Linked DNA regions of Sus scrofa: regions 2 and 3 are each linked to region 1. Evidence: chromatin contacts called from public Hi-C and promoter capture Hi-C data. All regions are on one chromosome and are shown on one strand. Each heading gives the region's core, a stretch centred on a gene start, on an enhancer-like site or on the middle of the called end of the contact. The rest is flanking DNA. Distances are from core to core; before and after follow the strand shown. Region 1 holds the start of BAZ1B (tyrosine-protein kinase BAZ1B). Region 2 holds the start of DNAJC30 (dnaJ homolog subfamily C member 30). Region 3 holds the start of MLXIPL (carbohydrate-responsive element-binding protein).

Evidence for each region. Promoter capture Hi-C pulls out the DNA fragments that hold promoters and counts their contacts. A called contact is a pair of places that touch in the nucleus more often than the background predicts.
Region 2: a Hi-C map of liver shows a contact between it and region 1, with 2.6 times the contacts expected there. The contact joins the promoter of DNAJC30 here to the promoter of BAZ1B in region 1. A contact is called at or near these places in 2 of 5 promoter capture datasets (fetal liver and fetal skeletal muscle), 3 of 47 Hi-C or Micro-C datasets (embryonic fibroblasts, heart right ventricle and liver) and 1 of 2 datasets of contacts at active chromatin or transcription factors (alveolar macrophages).
Region 3: a promoter capture Hi-C map of liver shows a contact between it and region 1, with 2.3 times the contacts expected there. The contact joins the promoter of MLXIPL here to the promoter of BAZ1B in region 1. A contact is called at or near these places in 1 of 5 promoter capture datasets (liver) and 2 of 47 Hi-C or Micro-C datasets (embryonic fibroblasts and heart right ventricle).

Annotation. Positions count from the first base shown.
Region 1 is chr3:10,841,659-10,846,664 of Sscrofa11.1, forward strand. BAZ1B (tyrosine-protein kinase BAZ1B) reads right to left here and starts at 2,260. Exons shown (of 21, transcript XM_021086315.1): 1 at 2,122-2,260; 2 at 1,773-1,890. The coding sequence starts at 1,879.
Region 2 is chr3:10,957,770-10,962,775 of Sscrofa11.1, forward strand. It overlaps DNAJC30 (dnaJ homolog subfamily C member 30), which reads right to left and starts at 2,166. Exons shown (of 2, transcript XM_021086330.1): 1 at 1-2,166. The coding sequence starts at 2,140. The coding sequence ends at 1,460. BUD23 (probable 18S rRNA (guanine-N(7))-methyltransferase) reads left to right here and starts at 2,268. Exons shown (of 13, transcript XM_003124410.4): 1 at 2,268-2,397; 2 at 2,497-2,534; 3 at 4,425-4,520; 4 at 4,615-4,697; 5 at 4,801-4,897. The coding sequence starts at 2,350.
Region 3 is chr3:10,931,815-10,936,820 of Sscrofa11.1, forward strand. MLXIPL (carbohydrate-responsive element-binding protein) reads right to left here and starts at 2,443. Exons shown (of 15, transcript XM_021086328.1): 1 at 2,087-2,443. LOC102163947 (a long non-coding RNA gene) reads right to left here. Exons shown (of 5, transcript XR_002342320.1): 4 at 4,158-4,245; 5 at 3,799-4,033.

The DNA of each region.
Region 1 (5,006 bases), core at 1,010-3,509:
AGTAAATGATATGAAAAAGCCTAGGCTGCCAGTTCGAAATTAGCTATCTCGTCATTTTTTACAGAGCTCAGTGCCTATTACAGATTTAGAATTTGTCTCATAGAGTAGAGATTAATTTGCAGATTCTTATACTCCACTAGAACCAGGCCTGATAAATTAATAACCAATAACATTAGTATGAATAACCATCAGGTGCTCAAAAGCTGACATTTGAAAAGGATATGGCATAGTCCCAGAAGGAATTTTTTACTCCACTGATGTTTTGGAATGTTATTAAAAAAAAAAAAAGGTAGATCACTTTTAAAACAGGGTTGTATTTAGTAGAGCTAGAGCACTCCTCCAAAACAATCTAAAGTCCTAACAGAACAAGAAAAAGAACCAGACTATTCCTCCTACGACCCCCTTAAATGCGCTTTCTCTTATACCACAAACTGACACAAACAATGGACAAAGATTATTAAAAGTGAAGGAATAACATTTCATGTTGCTTCCTTGATTTACTTACAAGGATGAGGTACCGGCACTGGATTCTACTCCTGACTCTCATCATTCAGTGTATGACCTTAACAAGTCGGCCTCAACTGTCTGGGCCCACCTGGCCTACTCTGGCAGGAGAACCCACCATCTCCAAGATCCATTTCAGCTCTGAGATGCTACAGTTACATTTCAAGAGCCTTCCTAAAGCACAGACTCACTTTCCAAGTCCCTCTGTACTAAACACCTAACATCCACAATCTGCACTCACACAAGAGCGAGGTTACCCCGTAAAGCATCATATTAAAGAGAAGATCAAAGAGAAATGAAATCAAATGATATGGCTCACACTTGGCGCTTCCTCCTATACCGAGGCAAGCAAACTACTAAGAAATCAAGTTCTTCCAAAGGGAAGGGGGAGATAAAACTAAATAATACATTAGCCTTCACTCTTGAAGCTTTCTATTCACTAAAGAAAGCTTGATTCAGAAATCTTGTTTACACTTAAGCTTCATAAAGGATTTAGCTGGCATCCATTAAAAAAAAGTAAGAGTTGTACGACCTTCAACTACAAGACAAATAAAGCTTGTGAAAGAAATCTTAAGCAATGATTAGAAAGATGCTTCGTACTTAAAACATCAGCCTCGCGTTCCTCAAGCACAGCATAAAAACTTTAAGCGTGTCTTGGTATTTTTTTAAATATTGTTAGAAGACAAATACCTATCTGCTGTACACCGTCAAAATTCCTTATCTGTGCATACCCAGGGAAGAAAAGCATCCGCTCCTCCAAGGTAACTTTTTCCTGCTTTTTCTCTAAGTCTGGAAAATCACCAGTAAGTCCATCACCACCCTAAAGTCCACACGGGGGGAGCAAAACACAAATGCCCCTGCAGAGATTGACGTAGAACGCATCACCAAGATCACGAAGCTGCGCGAGTACAATCCCCAAAACTTAAGAAAAAAAGCAGCAGCAAAGGAAACCCAGTTTCTCCTGCTAATTAGGGCCTAAAACCAAACCCCTGGGAAATTGGTTGGAGGATCGCTCACCGACAGCGAGGCCCGTAGACAAAATGCGGGGTCCGGGAAAGGATGGAGGGCACAGGGCTCCAGAGCGGCCTGAACCCGGCCGGCCAGCCGGCCCTCCCGCCCCCGGAACTGCAGGCTCCGGGCTCAAGCTCCGGGTGCAGGCCCGCCGACGCCGGGCGCGCTGACAGCTGCCACTGGCCCGGGGCTGCGCGGCCCACCCCGCCCCACCCCACCCCGCGGGCGGCCTGGCCAGCGCGGCTGGAAAAGGATACTCCCGGGTGCGGAAGGCCTCCTGAGTGTGCGCGATGGTGAACAGCGGCTCTTCGCCTGGAAGCGGCTTCACCAGCGGGAAGGGCTTGCGGCCCAGGAGCGGCGCCATGGCGGCGGCGTCTGCGGAGGGGAAGACGTAGGCTCTCGGCGAGCCTGCGGCGCAACACTAGGCCCCGCGGCCGGGAGCAAGCGCCAGGCTCCCGGGGTGGGGTGGGGGAGGGGAGGGGTGAGAGGGCGGCGCGAACTCGGCTCCTTCAGGGCCAGCGCCGCCGCGCGAGGGCCATGGAACGGGACGCAAAGGCACAGAACTCCCACGCACACTGCCGCACCGCCCCGAAGCCTCCGGCCAACCTTCGCTACGGGTCCCAGCGTTCAGCAGTCACGACGCGTCCTCAGCTGCACCGGAGGAAATTATTGAAAAATGGCGGGAGATTCCCCTCCTCCCCCCCGCCCGGCCAGCGCACACACTAACTTGCTCCCCTGTGGCGCCGGTGGCGAATGCTCCAATAGGCTGAGAGCTGGTCAGCTCCCAGAGTCTATTGGCTCAGAGGAGCTGCCGCTCGGCCCTTGGGTCCCGCCCCCTTCCCGGGCTGCCTAGTTGGGTTGCAGCGCACTAGAGGGCAGTATGAAGAGGTGAAAGGTCAAGTTATGTAAGCGCCGGTGACAGAAGTGCGGGCCTCCAGCGGCAGGGTTGAAAGTGGGGGATAGCGGGGCACCGAAAGGCCAGGAATTCAAACAGGTCAGGCCAGAGAAGCCCTCTAACATATACAGACACTGCGCCATCTGTCACTGAAGGCGACACCGACATCCGGGCACCACTGTCCGTGCGGTGCGCCGGAGGGGGGAGGGGGAGCGCGCGGCCAGGGGCTTTGTCTTCCCACTCGTGCTCCGCCCCCTTCTTAAAGGCGCCGCTCTCAGCCACGCCCGGGGATGCGCGGGTGGGGCGGATGGGAGGAGGGGTTGGCGGGAAGTAACCCCGAGACTTTGCCCCGCAAAGGTTCGACTGAGGCATAACCTGAGGCCCAACCCTGCTCACCCCAAAGTTAACTTCTGGATGAGAGCGTGGTTGAGATGTGGATATTAATACGATGTTTCTAGTGGCTTGCTGGAAAGGATCGTATCAAAGCTTCTTTAGAAAAATACATTAAAGGATATGGCTATTAAAAATACACTCATTCATTCAAATAGTCTTTACTAGCGCCTGCCGGGTTCAGGACCCTGCGTTGGGTACCATAGGGAAAAAAATAAGACAGAGACTTCCTGAAAAAATAAGACACAAATAATCACAGTTCTCTGTAATGAGTGCTGTACAAAGTGCGCAGTAAGAAAACAGCGGTAACTACACCTAGAGAGTGAGAACAGTTAAGCTGCTTCTCCAAGCAGACTACTCCCACTTAGTTCAAAATCTGTTAGGTTACCCATACAATCAGAAACATAATTATTAATCATTCTTTGCTATTAAATTATCTCCCTTGATTCAGAAACCTTCACTGGCCCCAGAATGTACCTTCCCTGGTTGCTAGTTGTCCCTAAATGGAGGCATGCCGGTGCCAGACCCTTTTCTCCTTTTCTTCTCACCTTGAAAGTGAGGACACTCCCCAGTAAAAAGTAAGTTCTAGGTCAGACGCCTCCTCTGAAGACCTAGCAGAGAAGAGTGCTCATTCTCCTTCAGGAGCCATTTCTTTTAAGAGGATTAGGAGAAACTTTGTCAGAGGATGTGGCATTTGAGTTGATTGTAAAGGGATAAGTAGCACTTCACTAGGCAGAAAAATGAGAAACAAACATCCTAGGCAGAGGGAGCAGCAGGGCGGACTTGGTAAATTGAGGACAATGTGTCTCAAACATAGGGATTCTTTTTTTTTTTTTTTTTTGGCTGCATCCATGGCATTCAGAAATCCCCAGGCCAGGGATCGAATTTGAGCCACGGCAGTTGACAGCACTGAATCCTTAACCAATAGGCCACCGGGGAACTCCTCAGACATATGGATTTGAGGCAGAAAGTATCAAGTCAAGAGAGTGGCAAAGGAAGTCATCATCCCAGCCATAGCCTGTGAGGACTCAACTGAAGTGACTGCTTAGAAGAGAATTGCAGGCGTTCCCGTTGTGGCACAGCAGAAATGAATCCAACGAGGAACCATGAGGTTTTGGGTTCAATCCCTGGCCTCGCTCAGTGGGTTAAGGATCCCATGTTGCCGTGAGCTGTGTCATAGGTCACAGACACAGCTTGGATCCCAAGTTGCTGTGGATGTGGTGTAGGCCAGCAGCTACAGCTCTCGTTGGACCCCTAGCCTGGGAACCTCCATATGCCGCAGGTGTGGCCCTAAAAAGACAAAAAAAAAAAAAGAATTGCAGTGGTTTGTGGCAGTGATGGCAAGGGACTCAAATGTTGAACCACATCAGTACAGACAGATGCCAGACTTGAGGGGCGTAGGCAAGGTGTAGACACCACCTTTAGCCAAGTGATCCAGCTTGGCATCACTGATAGTGGGACAAGCTGACAATTTCTGCCTTGTGATGTCAGGTAATGAGAAGTATACATCACCTCCGCAGTATTCTAACCAAAAACACTCAACCTGAAACCCTTAAAAGAAAATAGACAAATTCAGGTTGTGAGGCATTCTGCAAACAACTGCCTGTACCCTTCAAAAATGTAAATGACATGAAAGATCCCTCTCCACCCACCTCGCAAATAAAGGTTCTAAAAGGAGACTAGAGAAATGCAACATGTGACCTGAGCTTAGATCCTGGTGGGGAGGGAGGGACTACTATTAAGTACATTATTGGAGCAGTTGGGGAAATTTTTTTTTTCTTGTCTTTTTTTTTTTTTTCTTCTTTTTGCCTTTTCTAGGGCCACACCCACAGCACATGGAGATTCCCAGGCTAGAGGTCAAATTGGAGCTGTAGCTGCCGGCCTACAACACAGCTGCAGCAACACCAGATCCTAGCCATGTCTGCGACCTACACCACAGCTCACAGCAACAGCCGATCCTGAACCCCCTGAGCGAGGCCAAGGATCAAACCCACAATCTCATGGTTCCTAGTCAGATTCGTTTCCACTGTGCCATGAGGGAAACCCCGGGGGAATTTGAATATGTTCACTTTAAGTAATATTATTGCGTCACTGTTAAATTTCTTGGGTATGATAATGATACTCTGGTCATGTTGGGGAATATCCTTGTTCTTAGGAGAGGCAAACTTAAATATTTAGGGCTAAAGGGCCAGAGTAACAGAACCTT
Region 2 (5,006 bases), core at 916-3,415, 120 kb after region 1:
AACCTCCAAGGCTCGAGAAAACTGAATGCCTTCCAAAAGACCAAGTCGAACTAGCTATGAGTTTATCCCAATTTATACAAGGATTTCACACAAAAGACTGAGTGCAGGGATTGGTGTTAACATAGCAAAGCACCTCCAGCTTTGTTTAGAACCCAGACATAGGCCTCAGCCTTGCGGTAGATCTCCTGCAAAAGTTTCCCATCCCACAGCTTTCCACTCCACCATGCACACATACTCGAGTCCCTACCATCTCACAGTTAATCCACACCCCACGTGCGTGCTTCAGAGAGCTGGATCACCAAGCTCTAGCCAAGTGATGACCCAGTGCTTAGCACCAATTAGCAATAGAGGGGAAACAAAAGCCTCAACCAGCTCTGAACGGGGAAGCGAGTCTCTACCATGTACCTCCTGTAGCTCAAGAGTTCTCCCTTCTTTCCACTCCCCCAATTCCCACCGCTTCAAGTAGCCATCTTTCAAGGACTTGGTTTGCAGAGTCTGCGATAAGCACCACAAGTGAAACATGAGGCTGGGCCACGTCCAGGCGACTCAAACTCCCATTTGTTTGTTGCTCTATTTCTGGGAAGGGATGAGCTGCACAGTTAACAGTGGGGCTGGCCGGTCAAGGGAAGACCAATGCCAGGCACACTGTCCCAAGGATAATCCGGAATCTACTAGCATCCTATTTTAATCACTGAGCCCCTTAGGACATGGGATAATCACACGTGACAGACCCCAACCAAGCAAGTGATTTGATCCTCTGCCATTATGCCCGGAGTACCTAGCCAAGGTCATACATCAGATAAGCATGGGCACAGGAAGGCTCATTCCTTATCCTTGTTGATCCTGTCTTCCCACTCCCACACGCCACCAACAGAAGGGGGAGTAGGGTCTGGGGCTAACCACACAACAATGGCAATGGATTCCCACGATCTTAGATCACACCCTTACCCTACATCAGGTCTCACCTGCGGCTTGGGGAACTCACAGAAAGACAAGTTTCGTACAACCCCAGAATTTTTCTTTTGGCAGCCATGATTGGTCACATTGCACGTTTCAAGGTTACAGAGACGCCCCACGCTACAAACGTGGGGTAGGAGCAGGCGAGTCTTGCTCAGAGCTTTACAAGAAAGCTAGAGCAAGTATTCCAGAAGTTGACAACATCTGGAAGCAGGCAGCCCAGGGCCTCCAGGAAACCTCTCGCTCTCGGACTTTCGGGACTCTTCATTGGAGGCCTCTTTCTTGGGCAGCAACAAGCCTCCTTATCTGGACCAGAGGGATAGGGATGTGAAGATCAGTGGTTAAACTGGACGGGTGGGGACGAAGAGGGGGGAGAGCAATTCTTCGACCCCAGGAGAGGTAGACAATGGAGGGCAATGAGTTCAAGATGACACGCACAGCCATTTTCTTGGGGGGTTGGGGGTGCTGGCTGGGGGCTGCTCCCCTTCCCTCCACTCTCCAATTAAAAACGAAAACTCATGATGATGAAGACTGTGAGCAGAAACAAGAAAAAAGCCGAGTCTCGGATCTCATCCCAGCGTAAGCCCTTATTGGCGCGGTCCTCCTGCTGCTTGCGAAGGGCCTCCCTCCGGGCCCTAAGGCGCCGCTCGCGCTCCAGCTGCTCGCCGTAGTGCGCCCGGTAGAAGGCGTCAAAGTTGAACATGGTGTTGCTGGCGCCCGCTGAGGCCTGACCACGGCCGTGGGCCCGAGAAGCAGGCGGTGGGGTGCGGGGCGAGTCGGGGTCAGCGGTGGGCTTCTTGGAGGGCCGGACGCCGGGGCCGCGCAAGTCCTCGTCGCTGAGCAGACCTCGGTCATATTTGCGACGCAGGGTAGCACTGCTCAGCACCACGTACGCCTGAGAGATGCGCGTGAAGCGCTCGGCGGCCTCAGCACTCCCGGAGTTGCGGTCCGGGTGGTAGAGGAAGCTCTGCCGGTAGTAGGCCGCCTTGATCTGCGCCTGCGTGGCCGTGGAAGGGACGCCGAGCAGCTCATAGAGCGCCGTACGCGAGTACGGGCCGTCGCTCTGGGAATAAGTTCTAGTTTTTAGGCTCAGGCCGAGTCCCGGGTTTTGTGGAACCCCTCGAGCCTGCCACAACCTCCACAGAAGCAACCGCGACCTCCTCAGATCGCGCTGGGCTGCCATCTTGAATGAATCAGGCGGGCGGTGCAAAATAAACTGGCCAATGGGAGGCGTGCGTTTTTAGCAGCACGTCAGCCCTGTAGCCATTCGAGTAAAAGAGAAGGCGGGCAGAGGGGCGGAGCATGCGTATTACGAGCCAGGCGCCGGGCCGATGACATAAAAGCCAGGCTCCGGGGAACTGGTTGTTGCAGTCCTGCTGCTGAGGCGTGGGTATGGCGTCCCGCGGGCGGAGACCGGAGCACAGCGGGCCTCCGGAGCTGGTGAGGCCTGTGGCCCGCGGGTACCCTCTCCTCCTATCCTAGGGCCTCGGCAACTTGATTCCTCCTCCGACTCCCGTTTTTTCTTTCTCGTTCCTGCAGTTTTACGACAAAAATGAAGCCCGGAAATACGTGCGCAAGTAAGGGGAGCCTGGATGTTTGCGGGGCGTCGGGGGTCGGGAACCGGCAAGTTGCCCTGATGGCGGACAGTTCTTGGAAAGCAATCGGAATTTGGGGGTGCGGGAAGGAAGGGATCTGTTTCATCCCATTTATGACACTGGCAAAGTCCACTTTTAAGTAAACTTTAAGGTTACTAAAATCTAAACTCTCTGCATCTTAGTAATCTTAGCATCAGAATGAGAAGGATCATATCTACTTTTTTCTAAAATGACAGCTTATTTTAAGCACGTGGTAAAATAGGTAGGAGGCAGTGGAAGCGTGTATGGGGTCAGTACTGTTTGAGGGAAGGAAATAATATTCATAGAGTGCTTACATCATCTTAGTATTTCTCATGACAGCTACTAGTATAGTGTCAATTTCACAGAGGTTAGTTTTTTGTGTAATTGCCAAGTCATTTCACAGGTGAGAGCTAGAGCAGAGACTACCAAACCTATTCTAAACCATACAGTACTCTGGAAAGTTTTGCAGATACTTGTTTTTTTCTCTTTTTTGTTCGAGGCCAAGACAGAGTCAGCAAAAAATCTAGCCAGTCGTCGTTATGTAGCAAATACAAACATTTTTCCAATTGCAGAGTACTGTCTTAGGCATTTTGAAAACTTATGTTTGATTCTTTCCCTGGATCTTGGGGAAGCCAGGTACACTCTAGATCTCTAATGTTCCACGTGGTAACCAGTGGCTAGCTGTCAGTCTCCTCTTGAAACAATTCATCTGATATGCTTAGTGTGAGGAAAATGTAAAACATTTTATTGATCATTTTTTATGTTATGAATGAAATGATGCTTTGAGCATACTAGGTTAAGTAAGATATAAAGTATGTCAGGTTAAGTATTATTACAGTTAATTTTATGTATATGATTTCTTTTTAACTGTAGCCTCTAGAAAGTCTTGTGTGGCTTGCATTATATTTCTTATTGATAGCACTGCTATAGACTTTTTTTTTTTTTTTTTTTTTTAGTCTTTTTAGGGCCGCAACCACGACATATGGAGGGTCCCAGGCTAGGGGTCAAATAGGAACTGTAGCTGCCGTCTCACACCACAGCCACAGCCACATCAGATCCGAACCATGTCTGTGACTTACACCATGGATCACGGCAACGCTTACTTAACCCACTGAGCAAGGCCAGGAATTGAACCTTCGTCTTCATGGATGCTAGTCAGATTCGTTTCCGCTGAGCCATGACAGAAACTCCTGATATAGATTATTTGTCGTGCCTTGTTGACCCTTGTATGTGAGAGTAACTATGGTGGATAAAGTCTACTAGAAGACAGATTGTTAAGTAATACAGTATCAAAGCCTTAAGTAATATAAAGTCAAATACCCACTGATTGGTCAATAGGTAAATGAGTTATTCCCTTCACATTAGCTTTGCTGCTGGTACAGTCTTGATTTGTGTCACAACAAAATAGCATGTATCCCATGGACTTTTGGGGTCACTTTTTAGTTTTTTTCCCCCCTTTTTACAGCAGCACCTGCTACATATGGAAATTCCCAGGCTAGGGGTTGAATTGGAGCTGCAGTTGCTGGCCTACAAAACAGCCATGGCCACATCAACTGTGGATCCGAGCCACATCTGCGACCTAGACCACAGCTCACAGCAACACTGGATCCTTAATCGACTGAGTGAGGCCAGGGATCAAACCTGCATCCTCATAGACACTGTCGGGTTCTTAACTGACTGAGCCACAACAGGAGCTCCCTGGGGTCACTTTGAAATGGTTGTGGTTGAATTTGTTGACTGGGAAAGGATACCTCAGAGTGTTCTTGCTTTTTCTCTTTCTTTGGCTTTTCTTGGTCTGGGTAAGGGTTGAGCCCAGAACTCTACCATTTGCTTGTGTTTCTGCCTTTCTAGTTCACGGATGATTGATGTCCAAACCAAGATGGCTGGGCGAGCCTTGGAGCTCCTTCATCTCCCTGAGGATCAGCCCTGTTACCTGCTGGATATTGGGTGAGATCCTGGGTCCCGTTCAGATAGTCCAGGTGGTGGGGTGTCTTTGCTGCTCACGCTGTTGAGTCACGGTTTGCTTGTGTGTGTCTTCTAGCTGCGGTTCTGGACTGAGTGGAGATTACCTTTCGGATGAGGGGCACTACTGGGTGGGCATTGACATCAGCCCCGCCATGCTGGGTAAGTGTGTCCTGTCGAGCATGGGCTGGGCACCCTACCCTCCACAGGTGTGCAGCACTGATCCATGTCGTCTCATTCCCTCACCTGCTTTTCTCCAATGCAGACGCGGCCTTGGACCGAGACACTTCAGGAGACCTGCTTCTTGGGGACATGGGTCAGGGCATCCCCTTCAAACCAGGCTCCTTTGATGGTTGTATCAGGTAAGAGACTTCACGTGCTGCTTTTAGTCCTGCAGGCCAGTGCTTCCCAAACCTGGCTGTGCAGCAGAGTCACACAGAAGGCTTTATATCCCCCAGGTTTTTTGATTTA
Region 3 (5,006 bases), core at 1,193-3,692, 90 kb after region 1:
GAAACTATCCTTTCTTTTCTTTCTTTTTTTTTTTTTTTTTTTTTTTTTTTTTTGTCTTTTCTAGGGCCACTTCCTGCGGCATATGGAGGGTCCCAGGCTAGGAGTCTAATCGGAGCTGTAGCTGCCAGCAACACGGGATCCTTAACCCACTGAGTGAGGTCAGTGAGGCCAGGGATCGAACCCGCAACCTCATGGTTCCTAGTCAGATTTGTTAACCACTGCACCACAACGGAACTCCAAGAAACTATCCTTTCCATCTCAGGTTATTGGGAAGAAGGAAACAGTGACAGAAAAGCCCCATAGAGTGCCTGGCACACAGTGGTGTACAGCAAATTTCAGTTCCTCCCCCACCCAGCTCCCTGAGCCTCGGGGAGCCCCCTCAGCTCCTCCATCCTGCTTCATATCCCAGCCCAAACCCTTTCTTCGCTCTGACCAGGGAGCGAGATTTGGCCTAAAGAGGGCCTCGCCCAGTCTGACAGCTCCCACACAGGTCTCAACCTGCCTTCGCCCCCGACAGGGCCAGCGGCGGGGTCAAGGGCAGCCTCAGAGGGAGGGCTTGGGAGGTGAGTTTGAGTATCTGGGCAGGCGAGGTCACAGGACCTCAAAAGCCCCCTCTGCTCTGTTCCACTTTGCAGTTTGTCAAAGCACTTTACTGTCCACCTCACTTCACAAATGTCACCAGCATCGCTGTCACATACTTTCATTCACAGCAATCCAAGCCCCGAGGCATGGCCCTGACCTCAGTTCTCGGCAGCCCTCTCACCTGGGCCCCGGCTGAGTCCTGATCCCAGCCTGAGCCTGAGCACGATTCGGTCTGAGCCCAGGCCTGAGGTGGATTGTGTCCTTGGAGGGGTAAGGGGGATGGAGGGCTGCAGTCAGAAGGATCACCCTCGCCAGAGGGGGGGCATCCTCCAGAATGCCCCCACTGGAATCTCCCTCCTCCTCCAGAAGCTGGCTCTGCCCTGAGGCTGAGGAATTAAGCCTCACTGGGATGGGCCTGAACCCACTGCTCAGGTTCCAGGGCCTGAGGGACCCAGGCCCCTTTTCTGAGGATCTGGGGCCTGGGCAGGAGCTGGCCAGATGCTGAGAGAACTTGGGCAAGATGGAGGCCGGGTAGATCCCTGGCCCCACCTGCCGCCTGATTCAGCTGCATCCTCCCCCTTGCAAAGGACAAGTGAGACCTTGTTTGGAGGGGGCTTCCCTGTCCTTTGAGGCATCCTGTTGTCCCAGTTTATTCTGTCCTTGTTTCCATACCAGTGGCCCAGGAAGCCTCCCTACATCACAGAGGGAGAGCCAGGCCCAGAGAAAGGAAGTAACAAGCCCAAGGTCACACAGCCAGACAGAGACAAGCACCCAAAGCTCCTAAACCAGCCCAGGCTGGACCCCAGCTCCTGGCCCCCACGTGTGGACTCAGGGGACACAGGTGGGGGCAGGGTGGCTGGGAGTCGGCAGGGAGCCCTGGCCTCCCTAAGCCAGACCAGCGTGGGTGGCCTTCACCACTTCCCTAGCCCCTACCTGTTGACTAAAGCCTGGTGGCTGGGAATCCACACGGTTTCTCTGTCCCACCATGACATGTGGCTTCTCCCTGCCCAGCCAGGAGGAGTCTGAGTCCTGGTCCCTCACCCAAGGGCCCACCTGGAACCAGCTTTACTACTAGCACCCACCCCTGCCCAGGGCAGGGGGACGGCAGGGAGGAATGCCCTCCCTCTTGGCTCTCTGGTCCCACACCTAGCTCCAGGGAGAGCCCCGGACCAAGATTCAGTCCCAGCCCAGCCAGTGGGGCCCGGAGGCAGTGGGAGTCCGTGAGTCTCCAGGAAGAGCAGGCAGGATGAGCTCGTCTGGGATTCTTGATCCTGAGCCCTCTCTGGGGTATGAGGTTTCCTCTTCCCTGCACCCCACCCCCGCAGAGGCGCCTGAGTGAAGGGGGGCAGGTACACAAGGTATTAACCCCTGCAGCCCAGCAGAGCCATAGAAGCGCCCCCTCCCCATCTGACAGGTGAGGAGACTGAGATCCAGCATAAGGGAGGCTCTGACTCCCCTTGTGCTAAGCATCTGCCCCCAGTGGACCCCCGTCCGTGCCGCTTACCTGGATTCCGCGGGATTTGCAGGTAAGGGAGCTCTCAACCAGGCCACGGGGTCTCCCCGGGAGGCGTCTGTCCAGGGGAGCACGCGGGATGCTCGGGGCCACAGCCGCTCTCAGCGGCTTCTCTACGCCGGCGGCAGAGGGCTCTGTGCGCTGCGCGACGCCGCGGGCCGGCTTTTAGCAGCGGGTGTGGACGTGGGCACTGCCCGGCCTCCGCCCTCCCGCTCGCTCGGGGTGTCCTTTGCCCCTTGATCCGGTGCCTCCTTCTCTCCTTAGCACGTGGGTGGCAGCCGCTCACCCAGCTGGAGGCCTGTGGGGCAGCCATGGCCCGGGCCCTGGGCCCAGGCTCCTGCCAATCCCCGTCTGGGACCCGCTCGTGCCCGCTCACCTTTAACCCCCCTCTCCGCGGGGGCTTGGAGCCTGGCTCCCAAACCGCGGGCTGGGTTGGAGAAGGGAGGAGCCAGGGGCGTGGAGCCAGGCCCAGGTGGGCAGAGGTGGCGGCAGGACCGCCTCGGTTACTCCCTGGGCTCCAGCCCCTCTTCCAACCTCACGTCCGTCCTGAGTTCCCATCTGGCTCACTGAACCCCATTCATCCCCTGGACGCCAGCTCCATCCGAGGCCCAGCCCTGAGCCACCTCCAAACTTGGCTCTCTCCCGATTTCCCATCGCCCTCACCGACCCCCACTCCCTTCTCTGCGCAGCCCCCGCGGCTTCGCACACATCGCCGCTCCTTACTGAGCCCTCCCCCTCCCCAGCCTCTGCCCTCCCTGGGCTCGCTGCCTCCTGGAAACCCCTTCTGACCTCCTTGCTCTCCTCCGGGTCCCTGCTGCCTCCTAAGCCTCCTCCCTTCCCTGCACCACCCTCCCCCCGCACGCTCTGCCTTGAGCCTCCCTCCCTGAACCCCACGCTCTCTGAAGCCTCTTCCCTCACCCCCTCCTGCCGCCTGGAGCTCACCAACCTCCCTCAGGTGATCTGCCTTCTGGGTCCTCACATTCCTCCTGATGGCCACAATCGTTCCACAAGCACCCTGAACACCCACAGGGTAGCCGCCCAGAGAGAGGACAGGGACAGGCCAGTGGTGGCCCTAGGGTCGGCATCTTGAGAAGGGGAGCGATGAGGACACCCCTACTCCTTCCAAACCCCCATACTCAGTGCCGTCCTGGGGGGCAAGCTCAGCCTTTGTCTGCACACGCTTTCCTCTCCCCATGCTCTTGGCTTGGTCCTGCCGCCTTGGACAGACACCCATTCACGGCCAGAGCTAGGACCCGAGAATGAAATCAGAGGCTGTGTGTGTGTGTGTGTGTGTGTGTGTGTGTGTGTGTGTGTGTGTAAGGGGCCTGGGGCTTGAGCCAGGCAGGGGCATTCATGAACAGGCTCAGCAACCAGAGAAGATACTCATTCCCTCTCCCAGGGCCTCAGTTTCCCTCTACTTAGGGTTGCCAGATTTAGCAAATAAAAATCCAGGAGGCCCAGCTGAATTTGAATTTCAGACAAACTATATGTATATATGTTTTGTCTTTTTAGAGCCGCACCCATGGCATATGGAGGTTCCCAGGCTAGGGGTCTAATCGAAGCTGTAGCCGCTGGCCTATACCACAGCCACAACAATGCCAGATCCAAGCTCAATCTGTGACCTACACCACAGCCCACGGCAATGCCAGATCCTTAACCCACTGAGCAAGGCCAGGGATCAAACTCACAACCTCATGGTTCCTAGTCGGATTCATTTCTGCTGTGCTATGACAGGAACTCCAAGATAAAAATAAATATTTTTTAAGTCTAAGTATGTCCCATGAATATTTGGGGCATTCTTACACTAAAATATTATTCATACTGTTTATCTAAAATTCAGATTTAACTGAGCATCCTGGATTTAACCCACCCATATTTAAAACAGGGGTGTTTGGACAAGTCTTCTCTCTCCAGGCTCCCTCTTAGCTCCAGCCACACCTATGGAAAAATGTCAGATTGACCTGGAATTAGTCTGGAGGTGGTTATAACCCTTGCAGAACAAGAGGATAGCAGTGAAGATGAGAAGCAGGATGGAGGGATGGCTGTGGTCACAGGGCCTCACCTTGGAGAAAGACAGTGGGAAGAAGTTCCTTAAGGCAGTCCAATCCTGGAAGGCTTCCTGGAGGAGGAGGATGTTCATTGTTACTTTGCTGCTGAGAAAGAAGAGAGGCGAGTTAGATGGCCGCTGGTGAATGACTCCTCCCCTGTTAATGGAAACTGAGTAAGTTTGGGGTCTTCCTTGTTTTTTGGTTTTTGGTTTTGTTTGATTTTGTTTTTCTTTTTTGGCTGTCCTGGGGCACATGGAGTTCCTGGGCCAAGATTAGATCCGAGCCAGAGTTGCAACCTATCCTGCAACTGTGGTGGTGCTGGATCCTTTAACCCGCCAGGGATCGAACCTATATCCTGGAGTTGCAGAGAAGCTGTCAATCCCTTGCACCACAGCAGGAATTCCGGGGGTCTTTTTGTTTAAAGGAGTATCCTCTGGAGTTCCTGTCGTGGCACAGCAGAAATGAATACGACTAGGAACCATGAGGTTGCGTGTTCGATCCCTGGCCTCACTCAGTGGGTTAAGGATCCCACGTGCTGTGAGCTGTGGTGTAGACCCCTAGCCTGGGAACCTCCATATGCCACGGGTGTGGCCCTCAAAAGACAAAAGACCAAATAAATAAATAAATAAAGGAGTCTCCTAAAGATCAGTAGAAAGTATCTCCTCCTTTATATGAAGATTCTGTAGCGCGAGGACAGGGTTTCATATCAATAACAAATGACTACTACTTGTAGCTCATGTTTGCTAAGCACTGACCATTTGCCAGGGTCCTGCCTCTGCTTCCTAAGCCCCTTATGTGGGTTAATTCGCTGAATCCCTTCAACACTCAAATGGGGGGGCTCTTTTCTCCCCACTTTACAGATG